Regions from separate parts of the Sus scrofa genome. Here region 2 is linked to region 1. A link is a contact called in public HiChIP or PLAC-seq data. All regions are on one chromosome and are shown on one strand. The core of a region is the stretch at or near the end of the contact, and the rest is flanking DNA. Distances in the headings are between cores, read along the strand shown. Region 1 holds the start of H6PD (GDH/6PGL endoplasmic bifunctional protein). Region 2 holds the start of SPSB1 (SPRY domain-containing SOCS box protein 1).

Region 1 (5,540 bases), core at 1,367-3,866:
CTGCTTTGGTGTGGACCCGGATTCTGCTCCCCTCCGCACCTGGGACAACAGGGGTCGAAGCAGTCCCGCCAGCTGGCAGGCAGCTCTGCCCCCTGAAGTCAAGGTGCCCTGGACGCCATCCGCTGGGCATGGCCTGGCTTCCCAGTCCCCTCGAACGGTGATGCACGCGCCTGCCTTCTGACCTGGGGAAGACATTGTGTTTAAGCCAGAGGTGCTTTACTGAAACCTGGAAGGCTCTGCTGGGAGGCGGAGGGACTCGTTCCTGAAATCCGTAGCCACTCAGGAGCGGTGTGGCCTCCACAAATTATTTAACCTCTCCCCGCCCCACCCGCAGAGTGGGAAACAGGCGATAAGCAGCACACGGTGAGATGATCCATATAAAGCCCTTGGCACCGTGCATGGCATTCAGGAAGCACCCAAGAGATGGGAGCCTCTGTCGTTATTAAACCAATAGCATCGAGAAGAAAGTGACTTTTCTCTCGAGCTTTTTGGAACTGCTACAAAGCCAATTAACATCCCACAACAGAAAAAAAAAACAAATGCCAAGGAACACTTCATTGACAGTTTCCTGACCTTCCAGTCATACTGATGGAAAAAATCAAAGGGATATAATGCTGAGATGGTAAAAAAAATCCCCAGCCCAACCCATGAGACGTTTATAGTATGCCCCAAAGATGAAACCTCTCACTTTGCAGCCCTAGGCTTGCCCTTAACGACTCAGGGCCTTTTCTCCAGCTGTAAAATGCACATCACCCACCTCATTTCATTTCATTTCTTTATTTTTGGCTTTGCCAACAGAAATTCCCTGGCCAGGGATAGGACCTGAGCCACAGCCGTGACAGCGCTGAATCCTTCACTGCTAAGCCACCAGGAAACTCAATCCATCTCATTTTAATGTCTGACAAAGCAAACCAACAAACAGATAAACAAACCCAGATCGTGGCTGTGAAAATACTTTGGAGGGCAATGGTGGTAAGAGGTCTCCCAGACAAACAGCCACTTGACTCCCAACTCTGGGCAACAGAAAGCAAAAGCAGACTTTCTGCTCTGTTTCTGGTTTAGGGCCTGGCAGAATCCATGGTGAAATTTATGTATTCCATCCATAAAGTGAGAAGAGGCTGGGCCACAGATGCCCAAAGGCACCTCTTGATTTCCCTTTGTGTACTCACAGAGTTGACCGGTTCCCTTTTATTTATTTATTTATTTATTTTTTGCTTTTTAGGGCCACACCTGCAGCATATGGAGGTTCCCAGGCTAGGGATCCAATCAGAGCTACAGCTGCCGGCCTACGCCACAGCCACAGCAACTCGGGATCCAAGCTGCATTCTCAACCTACTCCACAGCTCACAGCAACACCAGATCCTTAACCTACAGAGCGAGGCCAGGGATCAAACCCACAACCTCACCGTTCCTAGTCAGATTCGTTTCCACTGCACCAGGATGGGAAATGACTGTTTCCCTTTGAAATAACCTAAAACCATCTGACAACACAAGTCACTTAGTGAATTATAGTCTTTGGACAAACAACTTGAATGTCTGCCTGGAGTGGCCATTTGCTGAGCAGTTATGTACCTCAAAGAAACATTTACACAAAATATTGCCTAAAAATGAGCTCTGTTTATGCCAAACACGGAGCATTTTTGTCTCAGGTGCTCCTAAAACTTGCCAAAAGATTAGTTTCATGAGCTCAGAAATTCGATCAGCCATCCGCCACCGTAGAAAAATGTAAAACATGATTTAAAATACTCCTGGTCTACCCAGGTTTCCCTCGTTGGCCAAAGGCCAAACATGAGCCACAGGCTTTGATGAGGGGCACAGGGATGAGTGGGCAAGGAATTTCGGCTTATGATTTTTCCAGAAGTTCTCACTTCCTGCTAAACATTCAAGCTTTGGGTGAGCCGATTTTCAGAGACCCAGAAGGATTTACTTCTGGAAAACCAAAAACCAGAACCGAATTCCAGAAAGCCTAGGAAAAGGGACCTCACTGGGCCCCTGGACCAGCCTTGATGGGGCCTGGCTGCCTCCTGTAGACCTGCCACCCAATAGAGCCGCCACCGCGCTAAGGGATCTGCGGAGGAGGAGGAGAACAATGAATTTATTCTGCGGAAGGAAGGCGGGGAAGGGAATTCGGGCGGGTGGGTGGTGGCTCGGGTGACTCTTCCCAACCATATGCCCGAGGATTTCACCGCCACGCGTGGCCAGCCTCCCGGGCCTGCTGTAAAGACCTCCTTGCGGCCGGAGGAGCGGGAGAGAAAGCGGGGGAGGCAGCTTACTTCATCTCGGCCGTCAGAGCCGCCTGCTTCTCCGGGAAACGTCAGGGGCGGCGCGGGGCTGCGGGCCGAGCTCAGGCCAGGCCAGGGACCCGCGCATGCTCTTCCGCCCGCCGGGCCCGCCCGGACAGGTGCGCGTCACGCGGCTCCGCGCCTGACGCGCGCTCAGGTTTCGCCAGCGCGGCCGGGGGCGGCGAGCGGGGAGGGCGCCCCTTCCCCGCCCAGCCAGAGACGCTTCCTTGTCCGGGGGCGCGGCGGACCCGCAGGGCCTGGGTCTCAGATCGCAGCGGCCTTGGTGCGCGCGCAGGGAGATCCCGGGCCTGGAACGCGCGCGCGCGCACAGGGGGAATCAGGCCAGGGGTGCGCGCAGTGGGCGGGGCCGGGGCGGGCCGCGGGGGCGGAGGCGCGGCGAGGCCACACCCCCTAGCTCTGGGTCGCGGAGGAGGGAGGGGCGGAGACCTCCCAAATGATTCCTTGGTTCGTGTGGATCTTCTGGATTTAAGAGCGAAGTGAGCGGGCCCCTCCTTCCGGCCCTGGTTTCTGCTGCGCATGGTAGAGGCTGCCTTCGGGGACACAAGAGGGCCGAGGGAAATGGTGTCTCGTGGAGTCTGGTTACTGGCTCCCTCCCGTATCTGGCACGAGCTGTGGGACCTGGGACCTGGGGCCTGACCTCCCTGGGCCTCGCTTTTCTCCATCTGTAGAATGAGCGGCTTGGTTCATCCTATTTTCTTTTCTCTCTCTCTATTTTTTTTTTTTTTTTTTTTTTTTGCTTTTTAGGGCCGCACCCCTGGTACATGGAAGTTCCCAGGCTGGGGTCTAATCGGAGCTGCAGTTTCCGGCCTATCTGCCGGCCTACCCCCACAGCCACAGCAGGGCGAGATTCGAGCCGCATCAGCGACCTACACCAGAGCTCAGGGCAACAGCGGGATCCTTAACCCACTGAGCGAGGCCAGGGATGGAACCCACATCCTCATGGATACCAGTCGGGTTGGTTACCACTGAGCCGCATGGAGAACTCCATCATCCTATTATCAATATCCAGACGTAGTGATTTGGGCGCGGGAGAGCCGTCTATGGTCATGTCTCCACCAGACAGCTTCAAATCTCTGCCTACATTCCTGTGACCCTGAAGACACTAACCAGCCATGAGTGCTCAGGAAATGGTAGCTGGCACCTCTGTGGCTTTATCCACAAGACGGTGATGGGAATAAGGCCTCTGTAGTGTGATGGTGAGGTTATACAGGAGGTGACAGGGTCAGCTGCCTCTCTTGGCCCTCGGGAGATGGTACGCTGGTCCTCTCCCCTGGTCCTCACCATGATCACGCTGTACCTCACCTTTGCAACTGTTTTCTCCCAGCCCTGCAGTGCTGTCCGTGACTCCCTGGAGCCCTGGCCATCAGAGAGGCAGCCGCTCCTTCCCACTTCTCAGCAGCAGCTGGGTGACCACAGGTTAAATAAGGCAGGGCCAGAGTTCCCTGGTGGCCTAGCAGGTTAAGGATCTGGTGTTGTCACTGCTGTGGCACGGGTTTGATCCCTGCATGCCACAGGCATCACCAAAATAATATTAATAATAATAATAAATAAGGCAGGGCCACTGCTGCACTGACCGGCCAGACTACCCAGGACCACCTCCTAGACAGAGGTTGGCCCTCCCATCCCCGCTGCTGAGCATCTTAGCACTGTCCCTTCTTCAGACTCCGCCTCCTCCCATCCCAGAGACAGGGGCATGCCTGGTCACCTGTGCCAAAGGGAGCTGGACCACCCAAGAGAGGGCACTCTGATGAGAGAGAGAAAACTTGTAGCAGCTTTTCATTTCATGGACATTCCATTAGAGGTAGGGATGTCAGGAGCTAACAGAAGGAACTTGGCAGTGGCCGGCAGGACTAAGTGGGCCAAAAGGCATGATTACCACACAGGATATTAAGCAAGAAGGTTCCAGGAAGGCTGGGGAGCCAAGGGGGCTGGGCTTCGCTGTCATGAAGGCCGGGGGCCATCTGGGGGCCTGCATGAACTGCTGGGCCTCAGCAAGGGTTTGGCCACTCTGCCTGGGACCCGGGTGGAGAGTTAAGGAACCAGGTACCTGCCGAGCTGCCTCCACAGCTGGCAGTGGGGAGGAGGGTCTAGGGCACGGGCCAGCCAAACGGGACTGGTGGATGCCAGGACTCTTGGCCAAGAGCCCTTCCCATGTTCTGTAATCCTCGACACACTGTGCATTCACACATCATGTAAACCAGGGCCAAAGGAGGCACAGATGGAAGAAGGCAGGTGCCTTGAGACTGAGATGAACAGAGGGGACGTTTCCCAGATCCTTCGTACAGCCATCCCAACCGTGATCTTCAGTCACCCTGAGGGGACCCTTAAAAATATCCAGGAGTTCCCTGGTGGCCTGGTGGTTAAGGATTTGGTGTTGTCACTGCTGTGGCTTGGGTTCCATCCCTGGCCCAGAACTTCTGCATGCCTCAGGCACAACCAAAAAAAAAAAAAAAAAAAAGGGAGTTCCCGTCGTGGCTCAGCAGTTAACGAATCTGACTAGGAACCATGAGGTTGCAGGTTCGATCCCTGGCCTCCCTCAGTGGGTTACGGATCTGGCATTGCCGTGAGCTGTAGTGTAGGTTGCAGACGCGGCTCCGATCCTGTGTTGCTATGGCTCTGGCGCCAACTGGCAGCTACAGTTCTGATTAGACCCCTAGCCTGGAAACCTCCATATACCGCGGGAGCGGCTCTAGAAAAGGCAAAAAAAAAAAAAAAATCCCAAAGCCAAGTCAGCTCCAACCAGCTTCTTAAGAAAATGGGTGTGTCCACTCAGGTGTCCGTGGGGTGGAGCCTGAGGTGTGACATGAAATGAGCCTAGGATGTTATAACTGTTGCTCTCACTTCCACGCCCAGGCATAGTTTTCATTTTCTGCCCTCCTCCGTCGCTGTTTGTCCTTATCTCAGTCTCTGACTGGGTAGCTCATGGTCGGATCTGGACCATTACTTTTTCTTTCCATCATGAAAACAATTGGGTCTTTTCCAGGTGTGAGGGCATTGCCCACCCCGACCCCACCCCCGCCCAACCAAAGTCCCAAACCTTGTCCATTGGCTTTGTGATGAAGTTCAGCATCTTTGCATACCTGAAGCTTTGCTCATTTCTGTGCTAAAAGCAGCCACAAGGCCACATCCCAGAGGCCCAGGTGTGCCCCAAACCCTCTGAAAGAGGCCAGAAGAAAGCAGCGATTGCCCGATGTGGGTCCCGGGACCCGAACTGTGTCTGCCAAGGAGCGTGCTGGA
Region 2 (5,540 bases), core at 1,591-4,090, 54 kb before region 1:
TACCAGCTGGATGCCCACCCCACCCCATAGGAAGCCAGTTTCCCCCCCTCCCATGGGGCGGGGCGTGGTGTTCGAGTTTTATCAGGCGGCCCCAGGGAGCCGGCTCCAGGATGATTTCAGCCTTGCTGGGGCAGCCCAAGGAGTGGAGCCTTGCCCAGCTCCAAAGTGACATCACCGGGGGCCCCAGGCAGGACCACTTCTCCTCAAGAGGCCTAGAACCCCCAGAACCCACTGACTCTCCCCAGAGCCCCCAGTCCCCTGAAGCCAGGCCTGCCCTGCTGGTCAGAGCCACGGTGGTCAACGTGCCACTGCTTTTATTTTCTCTGCTGCGGGGGGGGGGGGGGGGGGGGGGAGGGGGGCAGACTGGGGAAAGGAAGGGTGCAAAGTTACTGCCTGAGGCTAATCCCCACCTCCACGTCTCTGTCTCTCTCTCCATCTACTGGGTAAAGTGCTTCCTGCAGAAGACAAGGCCGTCAGAGAACTAGAAGAGTGTTTAAAATGATCTAAGCCAGCCCATCACTATACAGCTGGGGAGGTGCGAAGTGCCTGGCCCATGACCTCAGCACTGGCGACAGTAACCAATGGCAACAGCTAGGGCCCTGGAGACGGTCCACAGCCCCTGGCTGTACAGTCTGGGTAAGCCCGCCACGCTCTCTGGGCCTCTGCTGGGAAAGCAAAACTTGGCCCAGATGGATACCCTGCATGTAAGTAAGATAGGGCATCCCTGGTTCTGTGATTCCTCAGTGAGGGAGAAGCCTGCCTCCGCCCCTAACGCTTCATCTAGCACTTTCCACCACAGCATTTGGGGGGGGAGGTGTCAGGAAGGGGTGCAGCAGAGAAGGGAGGGGCAGCCCCGCCAGCCCCGCCCCCTTCCTTGCCTGCCCTCCTCACTCCCAAACCAGGGTTAGGGGGTCCGCCTCTCCCCGCAACTGTTCCACGGGGCGGGGGGGGGGGGGGAGAGAGAATTCTTCCAAGGACACCAAGCTTTAGTCACCAGAGATGGCATTCTGACCAGCAACACCTGTTAAAACTCAACTCATGACCAGTTTCTGATGCTACTGGCTGGAGCATTTAATTAAATATTACTCACTCAGGAAGCAGCCCCTGCCAACTCACCCCCAAACCGAACAGTTCATTTTCAGAGAAAAAGAGAGGGAGGGAGGAGCCTGCGCCCTCCTCAGCTGGTACCAGCAGAGCTTCCCTGGTCCCCTGTCTCGGGGGCCAGCGCAGCCCTCTTTTCAGAACCAAGGGAGGCAAGTCCAGTTAAGCAGCTCAGGAGCCAAGTTAAGCAGATCTCAGGAGCCAGCGGCCCCCGTGCCAGGTTACCATGGACCGTACACACACACACACACACACACACTCACTCTCTCTCTCCTCTCACGGAGACTCACACACAGATGCATTCAGAAATGCACACTAACTCACACAAAGACACACACGTGCACTCAGAGACACACAGACAATTGCACAGACACACGGAAGCCCTCAGACATATTCACATACACTGTCACACGTATTCACGCACACACACAGAGATGGACTCGCAGACACACACAGCCCCCTCACGTACAGGCACCAGCACACCCCACACTCAACCCACACCAACTGCAGTCTCTCCCTACAGACCAAGGCCCCCGGACCACCCTTAACGTTCCCAGGAGCTTTTGCCTTGAACTTGAACAGGACAGTTACCGCCGACAGACCCAGGCTGCTCTGCTTTTTCTGTTTTAATCTTATTTCCTGACAGCGCACTCGGCTCCCCCTGGGTTGCCGGGAGAAGCCGCGGCGGCTCCGGGGCGGCGGGGAGGGCGGCGCCGCCCGGGGTGTTGCCCGGCGGGCTTCCCGGGGGAGGCGCCGCGGGCAGAGCTGGGGAGCCCCGAGGGGGCCCTTCGGGCCGCGCTGCAGACCCGGGTCCGGGCGGGCGGGAAAAACGAAAGTAACTTCGTGGCGCGGGGTCGCGCTGCCCCCGTGCGGAAGGGCCAGTCGGCGCCCCCGCCTCGGCCGCAAGGATGGTCGCGGGACCGGAGGCCCCAGGGCGTCCCCGCACCCAGAGGTCGGAGGGGGCCGCCGCGCGTCCCGGGCCCCCTTTCTGAGTCTGCAACCTCCGAAACTCAACCCCGGGGGCGACGGTCGCCGGGGCCGCCGGGACTCGCGCCCCGTCTCGCCCCCGCAGGTGGGACTGGGGGCCGTGCGACCTGTCCGTGCCTGCAGCGGCGGGAGCGGTGCTGGGCGGCGCCTCGACCCCCCTCCCGGCACCCACGGCGAAAGAAGGGCTCCCCGCGCACCCCACCTGGTCCCCAGCCGGGACCCTACCCTGTCTCCAGTGCCCGCTCGATCCCCAAGTCCGCTTGCAGATCCCGCGCGCATTCGGCCGAACCCCGACCCACCCAGTCCCCGTGCCCGGGCCTGCCTACCGCTCCGAGGAGGCCGCCGCCGCCGCCAGCTCTCCGGGGCCGAGGAGGCTCCCGCCGCCGGGAGGGAAGTCGCCTCCTTCCCGCGGCCCGGGCGCCAGCGCTTGGAACCTGGTTCCTGCTGCGAGCGCGCGCAGGCTGCCCGAGCGCGACTTCTGTGCAAAAAAGAAAAAGCAACCGAAGCCTTTAAAGTGGAAAAAAAAAAAAAAAAAGCGCCGGGGCGGGGCCGCCCCGCCCCCGCCCCGCCCCCTGCTCCGGGCCGCCCCGCCCCCTGCTCGGGCTCCAGCGGCAGCTCCGGGCTCTGTGCTTGGCAGGGGCGGCAGCGGGGCGCCGGGCGGACTGCGGGTCACGTGCCCGGCGATGGCTCCACCGCCCCCGCTCCCGCCCCTCCTCCGCCCGGGCAGCCTCCCTACCCCCAGGCCATCCGCGCGCTCGGGGCCGAAGCTGAGCGGCCGCGCCAGGCAGCGCCGGAGCTGTGGTCCCTCCGCAGACGTCTTTGGGAAACGCTGGGCAGCCCCCGCTGGGCAAGAGCCCGAGTTGCAACACCAGGAGGGCCGCGGCCGTGCCGCCCCGAGTGGAGGCGGGGGGCTTACTAATAATAATTTTTCAATTCTCTTGGGAGGGTCGGGGTTGTTTCGGTAACCTCTGGAGCAAGGCCTTGCTTGCCTCATCTGAAATTCCCAGCAGTTTGGAGTTCCGTAATTTTAGGACACAGGAGAGGAGTTCGTGGGCCGGCAGAGAATCCAAGGACTCCCCGCCCTGTCCGAGCCACCCCCTGCCCCCACCATGCATTTCCGTCTTGGTACCCACAGGGACACTGGGCTTGGGACGCCCAGACCCTTGGGATCCTGGCACCTCTACACCCGCAGCTCGTCCTCGGCTCTGGGCACGAAGCTGGAGGCGGTCTGCTCCAGGAATGTTTGTTGAATGAGAGAATGAATGAATGAATGAGCGATTAAGGGGAAGGTATCCATCCCCCACCCCCCTCCACCAAGACGTCTCCAGATAAGTGTCCTGTGGCTCTAGCTCATCAAAGGGCTTTTCCTCCCCCGCCCCCAACAGAACAGTCACTTGCACCCTAGAACTGGGACGATTTTAAAGAAAAAACGTTTTAAAGATAAAAACCTCTTTACATTCTTCCACCCCTTGTGTGTCCTGTCCACTGCAGGGAATGGGGAATTAACATTATTGGAGGGAGTTCCCACTGTGGTTCAGCAGGTTAAGAACCCAGCTAGCATCCATGAGGATGCAGGTTCGATCCCTGGCCTCTCTCATTGGGTTAAGGATCCAGCGGTGCTGCAAGCTGTGCCATAGGTAGGGGGTGCAGCTCAGATCCCGCATTGCTGTGGCTGTGGCTTAGGCCAGCGTCTACGGCTCCCATCTGATCCCTAACCTGGGAACTTCCATAGGCAGCATGGGTGGCCATAAAAAGACAAAAAACAAAAACAAACAAATGAAAACATTAGTGGAGAAGTTATTTCATCCTTACCATCACTCTCTAAGGGCAGTTGTAAAGGTGAGGCAGCAGTTACTGGCCAAAGGTCCCGCTGTAGCAGAGCGTGGAGCCCAGCTAGACTCTGAAATCCCAACGTTTGTTTTGGTCTTCTTACCTCACTGGGCTGAAAATCACTTTTGTTTTGGATTTAAAAATTACTGAGGCTCACGGGCAAGATGGGTCTGCGTTCTGGACTCAGGTGAACTCCCCCGGTTTGAGTTGTCTAGGATATTGAACCCCAGCCCGGCAGGGGGGCCGCTGCTGAGCCCCTGCCGGGCCTTCCTGGGACAGCTCCTTCCCCCAGAGACTCTGCTTTGGCTCCTCTCTGAAGTACCTAGATAACAGTATCTGATGCAGAGTTCTTGAGAGGTGAAAATCGCCCTCAGCAGAGGGAGGAGGTGATTGTGAGCACAAAGGTCCCCAAGCCTCCTGGAGCCTGAGGGTTGATCACATTCCTCTCTGTGACTCCGCCCTGTTACCTTACCATCAGCCAATCAGAGGTCCCTGCATGAGCCCATCACTTACCCCCTGCCACCTGCCTCTCCCTGGCTTGGCTTTGTTGTGGTTGTCCTTGTTTTGTCTATTCTAGGGCCACACATGGAGGTTCCCAGGATAGAGGTCTAATCAGAGCTGTAGCCACCGGCCTACACCACAGCTCACGGCAACGCCGGCTCCTTAACCCACTGAGCGAGGCCAGGGATCGAACCCGAAACCTCAAGGTTTCTAGTTGGATTCATTAACCACTGCGCCACGATGGGAACTCCTCCCTCTCTTGGCTTTTAAAAATGCTTTACGGGGAGTTCCCGTCGTGGCGCAGTGGTTAACGAATCTGACTAGGAACCATGAGGTGGCCGGTTCAATCCCTGGCCTCACACAGTGGGTTAAGGATCCGGCGTTGCTGTGAGCTCTGGTGTAGGTCGCAGACACAGCTCGGATACGACATTTCTGCCTGGCGTAGGCTGGCGGCTACAGTTCTGATTAGACCCCTAGCCAGGGAACCTCCATATGCTGCAGGTGTGGCCCTAGAAAAGCCACACACACACAAAATGTTTTACGGTTTTGTTAATTGGGGAGTTTGGGGCACGAGTCCCTATCTCCTTTCACGGCTCTGCAACAAACCTTTCTCTGCCTCAAACTCTGACATTTCGCTGCTTTTGGCCTCAGTGTGCCTGGGGCACAGGATCTTGCGCTAACACCAGCACCTCCCCCCGGCGCTGGGGCGGGGGAGGGGGCTTTGCATTTAAAAAGAGCACTAGACTCCCTTTAGCTCCTTGGCAGTTTGAGAACTGCTAGTTGTCTCAGAGGGAAAGGGGGCTTGGGAGAAACTGAAAATATCCAAGATGGCAGGAGGGGTGAGTAGCCTAATTCCTGGAAAGCACAGCTGACTCTCTGGCCTCTGTGCTTCATCGCTTTCCCTCCAAAGAATAACCAGAGCTGGTGTGTTACGCAGGAAGTGTGGGCCCTTCACCAGAAGTGGTGGAATGCTGGAGGTTGGGGCTTGGGACTTTGATGCTATCAGCTTTCCTAAGGAGAGCGCCTCCCGGCCTCTGCCCTTAGCCTGGAGGACCTTTGGGGGCACATGGGGCCGACCAAGCATAATTCAACTGGCAGAGTCCATTTGTTTGGGACCAGAG

The links. HiChIP or PLAC-seq counts read pairs in DNA pulled down with a chosen protein or histone mark.
Region 2: a contact with region 1 is called in an H3K27ac HiChIP or PLAC-seq map of alveolar macrophages. The contact joins the promoter of SPSB1 here to the promoter of H6PD in region 1. A contact is called at or near these places in 1 of 47 Hi-C or Micro-C datasets (embryonic fibroblasts) and 1 of 2 datasets of contacts at active chromatin or transcription factors (alveolar macrophages).

Annotation. Positions count from the first base shown.
Region 1 is chr6:69,663,424-69,668,963 of Sscrofa11.1, reverse strand. It overlaps H6PD (GDH/6PGL endoplasmic bifunctional protein), which reads right to left and starts at 2,616. Exons shown (of 5, transcript XM_021095286.1): 1 at 2,274-2,616. The coding sequence starts at 2,278.
Region 2 is chr6:69,717,838-69,723,377 of Sscrofa11.1, reverse strand. SPSB1 (SPRY domain-containing SOCS box protein 1) reads right to left here and starts at 2,840. Exons shown (of 5, transcript XR_002344884.1): 1 at 2,825-2,840; 2 at 2,415-2,566.